Linked DNA regions of Mus musculus: region 2 is linked to region 1. The links are chromatin contacts, called in public HiChIP or PLAC-seq maps. All regions are on one chromosome and are shown on one strand. Each heading gives the region's core, a stretch centred on a gene start, on an enhancer-like site or on the middle of the called end of the contact. The rest is flanking DNA. Distances are from core to core; before and after follow the strand shown.

The links. HiChIP or PLAC-seq counts read pairs in DNA pulled down with a chosen protein or histone mark.
Region 2: a contact with region 1 is called in a BATF HiChIP or PLAC-seq map of CD8 T cells, with 5 read pairs. The contact joins two enhancer-like sites. A contact is called at or near these places in 1 of 484 Hi-C or Micro-C datasets (the HPC-7 cell line) and 2 of 115 datasets of contacts at active chromatin or transcription factors (CD8 T cells and bone marrow-derived macrophages).

Annotation. Positions count from the first base shown.
Region 1 is chr17:44,429,473-44,437,154 of GRCm38.p6, reverse strand. No RefSeq gene overlaps it. Among named protein-coding and RNA genes, the nearest start is that of Runx2os3, 130 kb to the left of the region's middle. Within about 2 kb of position 4,199, at least 93 of the 459 cell types and tissues checked have an H3K27ac peak or open chromatin away from gene starts, as enhancers often do. A contact at or near this core is called in CD8 T cells, the HPC-7 cell line and bone marrow-derived macrophages, where this site is marked.
Region 2 is chr17:44,649,629-44,657,310 of GRCm38.p6, reverse strand. The region is part of intron 4 of Runx2 (runt related transcription factor 2); the gene reads left to right. Among named protein-coding and RNA genes, the nearest start is that of Runx2, 83 kb to the left of the region's middle. Within about 2 kb of position 2,755, at least 94 of the 459 cell types and tissues checked have an H3K27ac peak or open chromatin away from gene starts, as enhancers often do. A contact at or near this core is called in CD8 T cells, the HPC-7 cell line and bone marrow-derived macrophages, where this site is marked.

The DNA.
Region 1 (7,682 bases), core at 2,950-5,449:
CACCTTTCAAGATTGTACAGATAGTCAGGGACTCAGGTTCAATTTGGACTCCCTGTTGATCACCGTCATTGTTAGGGCAATATCTGGTCTTTGAACAATAGGCCCTGATCATCCCCCTCAGGTTTTGTTCCCCTAGGTTGAACCTCTGGGATAAGCTACACAGAGGTTGTGTGGGTCCCACTTCAGCTGGACTCCGGTTGGGCAGAGAGCTAAAGAGGACTTACAGAATGCTGGAGGGGGACCAGGGCCAGCCTGGGAACGCAGCTGGGCAGAGCCTGGCTACCCTTTTTCTCATCCTTTACTCATCCTGAAAGTACATCAAGACTTGTGGTTTAGGCTCCGTTTATCTGCTTTCAGCCTAAAAGTCAGAACTTCTCCTTCAAGGAAGGAGAGCCGTGTTCATTGAAACTGAAAGGAGTCGCCCCAAGTCCCTGTGAACTGAAACCATGGGATTTCACACGGATCTGCCTGGTTCTTCCTCCTTCCTCTGCTCTCGGACCTCATGTCACGCTTATTCAGGACAAGGCAGATCCGGATGGTTTTCCAACTGCCAGGCTCACAAAGCTGCCCAGGCAGCAAGCTTGTGCTCTGCCTACTTGCAGACTGCCTAGATGCCCCAAGACTTAGGCTTGGGGGGCTGACCCCTGGGTTAGACATATGGGGTCAAGCAGGAGGCTTGTTTCAATGAGGATATAAGGCCCTGCACAAAGAGCTGGGGAAACTCCTAGGAGACACATAACTGGAAGGGCTCTGGGGTGGGAAGGAAAATGTCTGCTTCCTTCCTTGCCTTGCCTTAAGAGTCTCTCTGCTCCCGTGAAAAGGCCTAAAACCTGACTCAAATGTGGCCATTCCAAGACTAGACATGGATGTGATCCTGAGAAATGATGGGAGCAAGTCACTTATTTGAGGAAAACCAGTAGGTGATAGTGGGATGTGAGTTGAAAGTCTTCATGGAATGGTTGCCTCAAAATTGCTCCTGCTATAACTCCAACAGAGGAAGGAAGCCCCAAATACCTAAAAGAAAGAGAACAGAATGGAAGAGAACACAGAAGGCCTGCTGAATGCATAAACTGGTTTCCCATGAGCCACATGAGTGGCCTAGAATAATTCTCTAAGGGACCAGTATTCCCTGTGAATGGATTTCCATCACTGAACTCCTCCATCAGCTATGGGTGAAAAGGGGATGTGCAGGGTGACAGTGACACGTGTGCAACTATTAAATACCATCTGTTTGCAGAACTGCTTCCCACCACGTGTGTCATAACAACTCACTGTCTCGAAAGTGACAACAACAACAACGGTTCTGGAACTCACGGACAGGTCCAAGCTCAACCTCTAGAAAGGAATCAGACCCTCATCTCTGCCTCCCTCGTGCTGTCTCTCCCCAAGAGAAGAGATGATCAAAACCAGCTGGACAACCAGCCAGGGAGAACGAGCAGAGCCCAGAAATATAGAGAAGCTACTTGAACGTACCAGTGTCAGAGCTGAAGATGGTCATGTTTTTTAATTATTAGACTAGTTGAGAATGTGCCAATATGCCCATAAAATAAATGGCTGATCAGATTACATCTTAGAGAAATGAAGAGCGGGAAGACTGGAGCATGACCTTTCTACAAATTCTCCTTCTCCCCTGCCTTCCCCCATTTCCCCACCCCATTTCTGTTTGAGGGGGTTTGTTTTGTTTTGTTTTGTTTTGTTTGTTTGTTTTTTTTTGAGATAGAGTCCCACACTGTAGCACAGGTTAGCCTTGAGCTCAAGCTGCCCCTGCTGCCTTAGTCTCCTGACCCCTGACACCTCTCTATGCCCAGTGAAATTTCATATTTCTAAGTGGGGTCTTTCTGTTTGTAAAGATGAACTTAGCACAGTGGATGTGAGAATACTTGTAGAAGAAGATGTTCTATGGGTACCAATCGAACGGAGAGACCACAGTCAGGGGACTCTTGGTTCATCTTAAACTGAAGAAAAACATGTTAAGCTGAACTCGATGACTGTAGTTGAGGCTGGGAGTGAAGAGCCGTGTGTTGCATGTCCCATCTGAATATTTTCAGTATAAAAGAAAAACCTCAGCGGGGCAGCTATTTCTTCTTGGTTATGACCCTTGTTATACCAATAGCAGCATAATTCATGGTGCATTATGGGGGAGAGAGAGAAATCCTACTACAAATGCCCATCTGACCCTGAGATAACTTACCTTAACATGTGTGTAGGCATCACGTCACATTTCCATGTAAAATATAGATACCCTGCGTGATACTTAAGTGAACCCGTTATAGGTTTCTCTTTAATGCGTTTTCAGTCAATGACTTCTAAGACATTTGACATTATTTCTGGGGAGGAGATTTCCTGCCTCTTCCACAGCATTGATGAAAATCTAGCTGGGAACAATACATCTTCTGTGAAGCTCTCTCCACAGAAAGTAGAAGAAATAAATCTCTCTTCTCAGCACTGGCTCTGAAGGCAAGCCGAGGAGAGCACAGGGCCTTGGGAGGATTGACACTCAAGGGGAGAGGGGAAAGGCTCCTCAATATGCAACAGGCTCAGGGGACCTGGGGAAAGAAGTCAGTCTGGGGTCTGCTGCGGGGCACTGTGAGGGTCTAAGCCAAGACAGGAAGAGCACAAACCCCACCATTAATAAATGTGTCACTCTTACCTGTCAAGTGGGCCCCTTCGGTGAGAGTCACAGTGGTGTGAAATACAGAGCTTACTTGCCTTAACTCCTCATTTTATGGGCTGGAGGAAACCCATCAGCCAACTAGCCATGTGAAATTTGCTCGATGCTCCTGGCTCACCGAATGGTTAGAGATGAGTCCCAGGCCCTATGCCTTAGGTATTTTCCTTGCTGCTGTGGCAAAAATATTAGACAAAATGAGAGCTAAGGAAGGAAGGGTTGGTTTATTTTGGCTTGTGGTTTGAGGGTTCAGTCAATCATGGCATCCCCATGGCAGTACAAGTGTAAACTGACCGCTCACACTGCATTCCTAGGCAGGAAGCAGAGAGATCTGAATGCTTGCTCCACTCTCTTAATCGTTTTTTGTTCAACCTAGAACCTCAGTCCATCGATGGCACTGATCATGGGGCATCCTACCTCAACTAACCTAATCTGAACTCTCCCACACGGACACAGGCCCAAGAGTTGTCTCAGTTTCAACCACTACACTCACCAAGCCTCAGAAACAATCCTTGGGCAGAAGAGTGAGATCTCTAGCGAGGCGTATCTGAGATATTCCACAGCATTGATTTTGATGAGCCAGTCAGGTTCAACAGCAAGGGTAGACATAGGGCAGACCAATTATCTGAGCCGACGGGTTTCCTTTGTGACCTAGGACATGCCTTGGTGCCATGGTGCGCATGTGGAAGTCAGAAGACAACTTGTAGTAGTCAGTTTTCTCCTTCTGCCATATGGTTGTTGAGGGATGAGACTCGTGTCATCAAACTGGGTGGCAAGTATCTTCACCCACTGAGCCAGAACCTTGCTGTCTTTCAAAGAGACCTTTCAAGAGATACTTGATGCTTGATACTAATCCCCAAATATCCCTGGCTCCCCAGCAGATCTGCTCCTCTTTCCCTTTTCATGGTAGTGCCCATCTTTGTGTACACTGACCTGTTTACATATTCATCATGTCATCATGTGACACTCCCTGTTTGTATGTACAGTTCCTACTTTCAGGAATTCTGGCCCTATAATGTGTGGCACATAGTAGGTGGTTTTTCAGTGTTTATGAATTCAGAAACAAATGAAAGTATTTGGATCAGGTATTAGGCCAGGGCTTTCTCTAATCCTGGATGCATCTCCTCTAGGCAGGCTGTATCATTGCCACTTCACACATGGAAAAAAAAATTCAAGGCTTAATGAATTTAATGGGTTGCTGGAGGCTGTCTGGGCAGCTTGGGGAAAGAGTCTCCTAAAGGTCACTGGCAAAGGTGCAAAGGGAGGCTAGAAAGCAGTTGCTTCTTTACCCTCCCTCTCCTGTCCCCTCTGTGGTCCAGGTCTGGGCTTCCAGAAATTTCTTTTGAAGGAGAAGCCCTGCACTCTGTGGTTCTTGAGGCCCTTTCTGGCTTTGCTGTGGGTTCCTGCAACCTGAAGTTCCAAACAGAGGCATTTGCTAATTTCCTGAAGAAAGCTGCAGGAAGTCTTGTCCCTGGGTAAAAGCTGTTCACAGTAGGTGAGAAAAGGGGAAGTTTTCAGACCACCACACACTTGGAGGTTTCATTTTCAGTGTTGTGTGGAGCTGACAAACAAACCTGAGTTGGCTCTCCTCCCTGTTTCCCTCCTGCCCTGGCCCAGCTTCCCCCCCCCCCTCTTTTCCAGATTCCTGTGAGTGTTTGGTTAACTTTATCCCCTCCTGTGTTATTGTTGTTGTACCACATATTAATGCAGGGCTTCTGTAGCCGGCAGAGTACGGTTGAGTTACAGTAACAAGCTACAAGCTGGAGGAAAGGGCTGCGGTTTCTGGCTGGTCCTGTCCCAGATATCCACCCTCACATCTGGATAAGCGATCATGTGACAGCTCAAAAAGCCAGCAGCATGTCCTGGAGACCATAAAAAATGGGGTCTGTTAAATTAAAAAGGCTTTAACTACTGGCTCAGCTGGTTTGGGGGGGGGGTCTTTCATTTTCTCCCCTCTCTTTTCTGCCTCTTTCTCTCTCTCTCTCTCTGTCTTTTTTCATTGCTCCAGAATGTGTTGAAAGATTTGTGATTGCTATATACTTAATTTAATATCGTGAACCTATCATATTGTAAATTTGTTTGCATGCTTTTCTGAAGTCTAGCCAGCTCTTCTCCATTTTCCTAAGTTAACACAGGGCTTTGTCAATTCTGGGATCAGGACTGGATGTCCTGGTAATAAACACTCCAGAATAAAGAGTCTCTCTTCCAGTTTCCCCAACACCCTATCATCTCGCTGCCCTCTCCCCGCATCCTCCCCCCCCTCCCATAAAGGCAGACTTCAAACTCCTGGTCAAAGCATGCCTCCTTCTTCTTCTTCTTCTTCTTCTTCTTCTTCTTCTTCTTTTTTTTAAACCATCTTTAAGGAAGATCCTGTAGGGCAACCGGCTTTAAAATAGTACTAGTTAATAGAAATGTCATTGTTCTTGTTGGATAAAGTCCAGAACAGATTGGAAGTAAAACACATCTTGAGATGTTAAACAGCAAAGCACCAGCAACCTCAATTCCTACAACTCAAAACAAACCAAAAAGCAAAGCAAAACAAAGCAAAGCAAAACAAAACAAAACAAAAAAACCCAAAACTCTTATTTTCATTTTCTTGCACAAATAAAACATTCTTGTGTTGCCCACTGGACATATCCTTCTCTCTGATTTACCACGATTGCAAAAACCAGGATTAAACAAGGCACCCGTTCCAAAACCAAAAGTCTGTTTTCTCAAACTATCAAAGAGAGAATAACTTTGGAAGGGAGTGCATGATAGAAGATGAGAGGCAAGCAGTGCCTGGTTTCTGGTAAAAGAATAAACAGCCAATTAGGAAAAGTGCTCTCTCCCAGCATCCGTGCTATCTGTTGGCGGTGGCTCACTTTTCAGTTTAGGGGAATGTAACAGAAACAATACCAGTAAAACCCTAGCAGCTTTGGGTCTCTTACATGACACGTCATCTTACTTTAACCCGTGAACCAATCAGGTCGGTATTTTCAGTAGACCATAGGCTTCCTATGAGCCCCCATCTATGTGTCTTGCTCACTATCTGGCCTTCAGGGTGCAGAGGAATGAGGGGCCCTTTAACATTGCTATTCATTTTCATGTTGGGGGCCTCTATGCCTCTCTAGATGCACACTCCATGCTCACCTGGGCTGGGCTCCAGAACAGCAAGTGTCACCTGTGTTTCTAGGATCCTTATGACCTATGCTCATGGGCTCTCTATACCTGTGTCCATGGGCACTTTGTGATTTGCACTCAAAGGTTCTCAATGATCTGTGCCCACCGGGCTGTCTATGACCCATGCCCATGAACCCTCAATGACCTTTGTAATAGGATCTCTGCAATCTGTGCCCAGGGTGCCTTCTGTGACTTGTATCTATAGGTCCTCTGTGCTCTGTGTCTAAGGACCTTCTATGACCTGTGTTCATTGCTCCTCTGTGTACATGGGCTCTATATGACCCTGTGACCTGTATCCACAGGGTCTCTATGGTCTGTGCCTATGGGCTCTAATTCCTTGTCTCCCCTTTGAACACAACCCATTGAGGTGATCGGAATAAACCATCATTACAGATTGACCGAATGCCTCCACTGAGCCTGTAGCTCCTGTCAGGCCCAGAGGTGGTGAAGACTCCCTTCGCATTCTGGTCTGACAGTCCTGAGCTGTGTTTGCAATAATCCTACCACTAAACCCATAAACACCTTCATTGAGGGCATCCATTTCCTCCTTTATATCCAACTGAGATCTCGGAAGAAATTAAGATTTATTGGCTAGACCACGAAGGTTCCATTACAGAGCTCCATGCCTGTGGACAGTTGCAGTAAAGTGGTCCATCGTCTCCTCCCATCACTGAGTCTTGGGAGATGCGGTAACTGCCCCCTCCCCCAACCTAAAAGGTCCAAGTAAATGTTAGAGATGTTTCGCCACCAAGACAGGAGCAGTTCCAGTCCATCCTTATGCAGGTTTCTTTGTGGTTCCCGGTGTGATCTGCCACCTAGGGACGGTAGAGTCACTGTAGAACCAGCTACCTACTCATCCTGTCAATCAAATTTACTCATTCATCATCCTGTACGAACTGAAAAACGCCCACAATACACCACAGATACGGGATGCCAATTTTATTTTATTCTGAATGCTACCTAGTAGGTTCTTCAAACACGGCATTCCAGAAAGTTCTGAAGCAGTCCAGTGTCAAGGAGAAGGAGAGTCAGGGTCGACTATTAATGTCCATTATTGGTATAGAAGTGAAACATACATTGTGAATATATGTGAACATAAATTCACACAATCAGAGTTTGACATCACTGTGTTAGATGACTGGGGTAAGTGAAAAGAAAAAGAAAAGAGAAAAAAGAAATCACACCAAACAAACACCAAAACCCGAAACCCAGACCTCCTGGTAGGAGGCTTATCTTTGTTCCACTTCTGTGGGCTCTGGGTTAAAACTCAGTGTTTTCTCAAGGACTTCTGATGTTCCGTAACTGCCTTGCCCTCCAGACAAATCACCCCAGCGGTGATTTGATTATACCAAGGCGTAGCTCACCAGACGGTGCCTGTTTTCATTATTTACAGTCAATATTGTATTTTCTGGGTTAGAAAATACAAATTAAATGGAAAGTTTTTCATCTACTTGCTTGGCATGTAAATCGCAGCCCACGATGACTAGACAGTTCCCAGACTTAATTAAGATGAAGGCTCACTAAGCAAGGGATTGAAGAAAATCTTTCTTCACGGACCTATCTTCCGGCCCTTTAATAAGGAAGTAGACACATATCAGGAAAGTTACTCCCTGAAGCCTCTTGATTTGGTTACAGTCTATTGTAAAAGATGTCCATAGCTCTACTCAAGACGTTAGACTGACGTAAAGATTTCCTGGCGTCCAACTTCCGGTGTCCTGGAAATTCATTCTTTGGGCGATCAGATTTCCTGGTGGCCCTGCTTGGCACCTGCTCCTCTTTCCTGAGTACTCTCTTTGCTGCTGTCTCAGTTAGTAGCCCTGGGCAAACCACCTGCACACACTTCTTGGGCCCG
Region 2 (7,682 bases), core at 1,506-4,005, 220 kb before region 1:
ATGATAAAAGTGCAAGGGTGAGGTTCACACTAGCCTGTGGATGTTATAACTTTAAAGTACTGGACTTCAGTTGATCAAGATTCAAAATAGCCATCTTATAAAAATTCTCAGTCTGTCTGTATGTGTGCATGTGTTTGTGTGTGTGTGTGTGTGTGTGTGTGAGAGAGAGAGAGAGAGAGAGAGAGAGAGAGAGAGAGAGAGAGAGAGGAGGGTATGTGTTTCTATATTATTTACAGTCATGATTACTTTTATATGCATATATACATCATATGATTTGGTAACTACTAGGCTACTTAAGTTTTTCATTTCTATGTTCTAATCTTTAACTATTTGTTAACATATTGACAACTAATGGTTTTAGTATGTTGCTTGCTTTAATGTGCATGAGTGTTTGCCTGCATGTATGAATGTGTAGTGCATGTATGTGGTGCTCTCAGAGTCTAGAAGAGGGCATCAGATCCCCAGGAACTAGAGCTTATGGGTGCTGGATCCTCTATAAGAGCAACAAGAGCTCTTTATTGCTGAGCTTCATTGCTCTTCATTCTTTCTAGCCTCCTATGGGACTATGGGACTTTAAAATGGCCCTTTGAACCTGGCTGATGCTTGATCCACTTAAGAGGCCTAAATCTATGAGTAAAGTCACAGGAGAGCTCTGTAAGCCAGGCAGTGGTGGCGCACGCCTTTAATCCCAACACTTGGGAGGCATAGGCAGGCGGATTTCTGAGTTCGAGACCAACCTGGTCTACAAAGTGAGTTCCAGGACAGCCCTGGAACAGAGAAACCTATACAGAGAAACCCCGCCTCAAACAAACAAACAAAACAAAACAAACAACAACAAGAAAGCCGAGAACCTAAAGGTACTTTAGACATCCTTGAGCCAGACATTGGAAAGGCAGTGGGGGAGGGGCTACCTTTAACAGCATCCCTGCATGCAGACGTGTGAGTAAGCTTCTGAGAAAGCAGGGACTTATGGGGGGGCAGAGCATCTGCGAAGATCAGGAGTTTGACCTCCCCTTCTGCAGAATAGGTTCACCTCCAGTTGGCAGCAGTATCTCTCCACTACCATCCCTCTTGAGAGGGTCAGGAAGGTTGAGCTCCTTGCTCGCAGTTGCTTGGCATGTTAGAAGCAGCAGGACAGCTAATATTCCCTGGGTCCATTTCTTAAAATGAAATTATGGCATTCCACAGGTATTGATAGCATCCTAGAAGTCTGTCTTATAAGATACTGGTCCTTCACATGGGGGGCTTTGGTATTGGTGGGCCAATTAAGGATCAGTTGTTTTCACAGTTTTCTTCATTGTCCTCTTTTGGTCATGATAGCTTTTTCTCCAGCCTCCCAAAGCAAAGGTGTACAGGTGTATCTGGACATGCTCTGCTCTTGGTTGTGTGGATGTTCTTTAAATGTCCTCATGTTGTTGCGAGGATGCGGGGACAAAGATGCCTGCAAGTAGTAAAGGGTATGCCGAGTCTTTGAAACTAGACAAGCAGGAAATCCAGGAACACCCAGGACAGTAGCTACATCATGGGTGAATCTCAGGATTCACCTTCTTGTTTATTTACTAAGTGTGCTTTTGATCCCAGCACATGCAGAGAGCCCATCTTTGGCAGGGCAGAGAGCAGGGAAAAGTGCTTTTCTTCATCTACTCTAGCCAAAGAGGCTCATTTGGATCTTGGCCCTCACGCACCATGCTTTTCATAGTAGTCAGTCTACTGAGGAGGTGGAATTCCTCCCCAGATCTCTTCATTATCTTCCTGGGAAGAGCCTTTCTCCAAAAGCTCCTTTCCATTCTCTGAGCATTTGTGGGAATGCCACTGTTTCTCAGCTTCTGTGTATCTGTTTTTCTCCATTGGCTGGTGTGGACTTCTCTGAAGCAAAGAGTCTCACTAAATGTAGACTTGATGAGAATCCAATAGAGAAGAAATAGGTGCAAAAACAGCAGAACTGTATCATGATTTTCTTGTTAGCATGGACCGTGCTTTCTAATTTCTTATCCAGGCCATTCTTGTTTCCTGAAAGTGAACTATGGCAGAAACCACATTTCTATATAATTCTCTGCTGTTAAACCAGTTGGTTTCATACTAGAAGGAGCTGCAGAACTCACATTCTTGAGACTTGCCTAGAGTGGTAACTTCTTGGCATTTCCTATCGGCATTCTAGTTCATGTAATTCTCTGTTCAAGGATGTTTGTCACAGAGCCTGATTCTCTCTTGTTAGCTTGGTTCTCTTGAGGTGTTTACCCCCTCACAGCACACAGTGGTCATGGTTGTATGCGCATCTGAAGTTCTTCGTCTTGCCCAACATCAAAGGCAGATGACTTCTTCAGAGTCCCAGCACAGCAAAATGAAGTTCAAGGAAATAGTTAGTGCTTAGTGGTTCATAATTAGCCTTTTCTAATGTCTCTTGCAGTTCCTAGGGCCAAAGGTTCCAGCCATATGGTGGGCTGGCTTCTCTGCTGTGCCAGGCCGGTGGTGCCGCTCTGTTGATGTCTTTGATGGCTCATGTTCTTTCTGCCTGAGGGACCAGGGCCTCCCCACAGCTTCCTGAGGAAGTTGCCTCCTCCCCAACTCTTTTTTATCATTCTGACATCTGCTGCCTGTCTCTTGGCACCAGGAAACACCTAGCCTGTTGCAAATGCCAACCCCCTTTGACTCAGCATGTGGCAATGGTTTTGGAGGTTGAAGATGCCATGCTAGGAGGCGCTTCTCATGACAGCTGCCACTGTAAATTCTCTGTATGACACAGTTGTACGTAAAAGTAATTCTGGTGATTCATGCCCTTGGGCTCTGTGGGATGGAATTTTGATCTCATCACTGGAAGGACAGTATATACTGATATTTTTCTCTTAATCATTTATGCAGGAAGTCAATTGAGGCTTAATGTTTTGCTAGGCACTGTTGTAAGTGAATCAAATAGATGCAGTTTTTGCAATGGCTTTTATGAAATTTTGAAAATGCAGTGTTTTATATCTGCAGTCTACTTCATGTAATCTTCTGTGCAAATATGTTTTTATAAGAGGGCCTGGTCCTCTCTCATTAGCTTACATTTCAGTGACATTTACAGCCAATAAAGGAGTAGAACGAGTACACATGACATCGTTTCAAAATAAGTGTCCAGGAGCAGAAAATGAAGCACTTAGTACAGAGAGCAACTTAGGAGGAAGGGAAGCAACTAATTTCGATTGTAAAGTTGGGGAAGGAATCTTTGGAGACAGGCCTGTGAGGAGCAGCACGTAAGCAGTGGGAGGACTCATGCAGGTGGGAGGACTCTTGAGAATGAGCAGACTCAGAAAAGCAGGCCGTGGCAAAGCTATGGAGGACCTCAGAGGATGGGGCCACTGAAGGATAGGAACCAAGGGATGGGTGTTCTCTAATCACCGACATGTTTACATGCCACCTTCGGGTGCTCTGTATAGGGTGCATGCATCCCATGGGCCAACGGTAGAAGCAGGCTTATGGTCAAGGTGCTGCTCCAGGGGCTGATCTAATGACACTACAGGGAGTGTAGAACTTGGAGCTTTTTTACCTGGGCAGCTGGAGAACAGGGATATCATTTTATGGTGTGGGGGAAGACTTGGAGAAGGGTATGAGTTGTTAGTTAAATACTAAATGAAAATTAATTTTCCATGAATGTAGATGCTGGAAGTATTTAGGATAGTGTTTGTTTGTTTCTGGTATGACTTCCATTTTCAGTAGACCCTCAGGCAGGACTAGATTCTTGGGTATCTACTAGATGGGCCATTGTATCCTTTACAGTGGCTTTCTCCTCGTGGAATGTGCGTGCCGCTCATCTGACAGTTCACTCACAGTCTCTTTAGTAATATGCCACCATATCCCTACTTTTTCCTGGCATATCCTTCTGTTTATTGTTTTCCCCCAGACATTCTTTTTTCCAGACTTGGGCCAATTGCCATGCCTCTGCCAGGCCTCTTCTGGTCCACTCACTGAGTCAGGCTCCCTTGCCACCTTGTGCAACACTCCATTACATCACGTTCCATGTGGGGACAACGACTTGACCACACATTGTCTCTTGCATCAGATTTTCCATTTTTCAAACTCTGAGGCCATGTTATATTCATCGTTGTGTCCCTATTGTCTTCAGTAATGCCTAGGGCTTGGTGATAAATGAATAAATAGGTCATTGATTTCTTCAGGAAGTATGATGGAATATTATCCTGGACTTAGTCTTTGTAGTTTCTATTTGATTGGATTCTTATTAGCTATCATTTATTGTTGCATATCACGAGCCAGGCACTGTTCCAATGAGGTTAAGTCACAATCCTTCACAATGGGGCTTTTAGGTAGGCAGTATTGTTGTGGCAACCGAGGGCCAGAAAAATAAAGTAGCTCTCCCAGGATCCTACGTACAACTCCTGACTATTAAATAAAAGATTTAAGAAACATCCGCATAGTTCCAGGGCCAAATTGAATACTGTCCTGTGTGCTAGAGAAGACACACTTCTTAAAGGGCTACTTCTGGAGTTTCTGATCTGTACTTTAAAGTGTTTATTGATGCCTTAAGATGTTCTGCAAATAGATGTAGGTGGCTGAAGTCGACTCCATTGTTACAGTCGTTGTTTCTGAGTGTCAAATTTTTAGGAGGCAGCCACCTGTACCTCTATCAGGTTGAACATGTCATTAACCATCGAAGTGAACACGTGTCATGTGTGACCACTTCCATTTTCTGCTTTCCACTGGGTATTATTTAGGAACCCCAGGGAAGATGGTCTCCTAAAAGAGATACATGAGGAGTATCTAGCTCATACTTTAGTATGCAGCAAAATCATTGTTAATGATTAAAGTGTAGTTCTATAAAGCATGTGTTTATAACAATAATTTTAAAAATCATAACTAGGTGGAATGATTTACCAGATAGTCCAAGGCCATATAAATTGCACGAGCAGTTACCTCGATAAGGGTTAGGTCATCATCCTCCACTTCAATCTGATTCTGTAGTCCCTCGGGGGGAATAAAGCTCCTTTAGAAACTAAGAGGATCTCTAGCCAACTATGCTAGTGGGATTAACCTATGCACGCTTGGCTGACCTAGGCTCAGTCCACTGTTGCTTGTCCTGAAGCGTTTATCAGCATAATCCTCTCAGAAGTAGGACAGGACAGCTGAGTAGTGTGTGTCTCAAATTGCTATTCTCTTCAAATGCCAAGTGACCACATAGTTCTGGGAGGGGAGACAAGCCAGGAGGAGATGTGGGCATGGGTCGGATGGGGGTAGCTGTGAATGTGACTGACGGGGAACCCAAGAGAGGCTCAGACAGAGTGGCTGCTGGGTCCACCAGTATGGATTTGGAGAGGGAAGCAAGCCAATGTGTCCCTATTACCCAGAGGCACCATGGAGCCTAAAAGAGGTGAGGCCACCAACTCAAAAACAGCCACTCCATTGGAAGTCATTCTGTTTTCCATTGGTGGCACTGTGTTTGACTTTCTGCAGTCACCGGAAAGTCCTGTCCAGGCTCCTTCCTTTGAGAACCACTGGGCAGGGCGTCCAGGTAAATAGGCTTGCTGCTTCGCCCATGTGTGTGCCGGAAATCTCACTGGAGGAAGCTGCTGATCACAATTCTCATTTATAAAAAGAGCACAAATCCTGTGTGTAAACACTGTCTCCTGTCTGTTAGCTGTGGGAGGCAGGTTCTGCGCACAGTCGAGATGAAGCGTGAGTTCCCGTCTTTAAAGAGCAAGGCTCCTGGGAGGGACTGGCAGCCACAGGCTCATGCTGTTCTTTGGCCTGTCAGTAATGTCCACAAAGTGACGTGGAGAAGGTGCTCGGATTTCTGTCTGATGGGATTCCCTTAGTCTCTGTAGATTGTATTAGAATCAGAGAGGGATGATTATCTGAGAACAATCAAATTCTTGTCCCAAAGACTCCATTTTGTATTTTCTTCTTTCTGGACTCATCTAGTAATAGCAAGAAGAATCTGTGTGCTACCTCTTGCTTCATTCTGGTTGAATCTGTCTTTAGGTTTCTCTCCAGAGAACGTGTTGATTTCATTCTTCCATTCCTTTCTATGACATCATCTTTTTTCCTTATAGTTTCATGTTGGTTTTACGTAAATGTATGTAATATATGTATATGATCATGTATGTAATATATGTATACATGCTATTCCTCTTTATTAGTTGCCTAGGGACCTTGCTCACCACCTTTTGCTTTCAGTGATGGCCTGGAGGCCAAGGCTCAGGGGACTGCAATGGATGGGAATATACAACCAGAAGGCAATCCAGGGGGAGGCTGTCAGACACATCTGACCTAGGTGGGGTAGGCTATATTTTGATCATCCTTAAGTTTCTGGGGCTTCTCGCAGAGACCCACTGTGCATTGCCCATGTGGAGTGAATGACAATAATAATGTATTATGTATTTTCAAGCCAGAAGCATGTTCTAAGCCATTCTTAATTTGATATATTGAACATATAAATTATATGTGTATGTATGTATAATACTTAATACTCATTTGTATGTCATATTTTATCACTTAACATATAAAAACGTACTCCAGGAACAAAATTTCATAAGTCTATGCACTTATAAACATCTAGTTAATTTTTGGAGGTCTCGTTCAATCAGGACCTGCTTTCTCATAGTTTAGAAACAATTGGCTTCCATGGAATTTAACACAACAGCCTTGGCAGAGGTTGTCAGTGATGACTTATCTAGTGACTAAGAAAATTGGAGCCTGAGGAGATTTTTTTGAAATCCACTGAGCTGAAATAGGAAATCTATGTGTCTGGTAGCAAGCTTTGACAGGGTGGCTTTAAGTGGGGAGAGGTGGAAAGCTTTGGGAGGTGTTAACTTAGGTGTGAGACATTATCAGAGTGAAGAGAGGGAAGGGGAAAGGCTTAAAAACTTGACTTGCTTTTTAATTGCTGGTTGTGGTGACTTTTGGGGATCACATGTGGCTTGCAGTCTGTGGGGAACTCTGCCGTTGGATTACCCCACCCCCTGCCCCCCAATCCTGTCTCTCGCAGTTGACCAGAGCAAGCCCTGGCTGGACTGGCTCAGATCCCTCTTTGATACTTGTTCTATGGTTCAAATTCTTCATCCAGTGATTATTCCTCACACCTACCTCACTGTGAAGCTTGGAAAGATGGCTTCTAACCCTTCTGGGCTATGGTAAAAATAACAGACAGATGTAGGACCAGATTGCTAGTAGATGTTTTCTTCAAAGCTGGCTTTGGTTTGAATTAATGACCACTTCCTGGTAGACCTCTTTGCTGCTTATACATCACAGAGGAAGCATCTACCTTGCTAAGATTCAGGTACGCCATAGGCCCGTGCACTTTCTACTAACCGGTTGCCCTCCGAGTCCTGGGGGCAACTTTTAGGTGAGCCCCTTCTGCCTTCTGAGTTTCATGGTAATCAAGTGTGAAAAAGTGTTTTGTATCCAGGCTTTTGAGCAGGACGTCAGTGCTTTTTTAGTGGACTGGAGGCATGCTGATGCTAGCAATGGCGCCAAAATAGTAATCAGAACCAAGAGTTTTACCGACAGCAAAGACATTTTCAGAAAAAGAAAGATGGAATAAAGGGTTATAAACGCACGCACGCACACACACACACACACACACACACACACACACACACACACACACACACACACACACTGTCTTCAATCTTTGGTATAGTTTAGTATCACCTGAGGGAGACTGTAAAAAGGTTCTTCAGCTTTGAATCAGA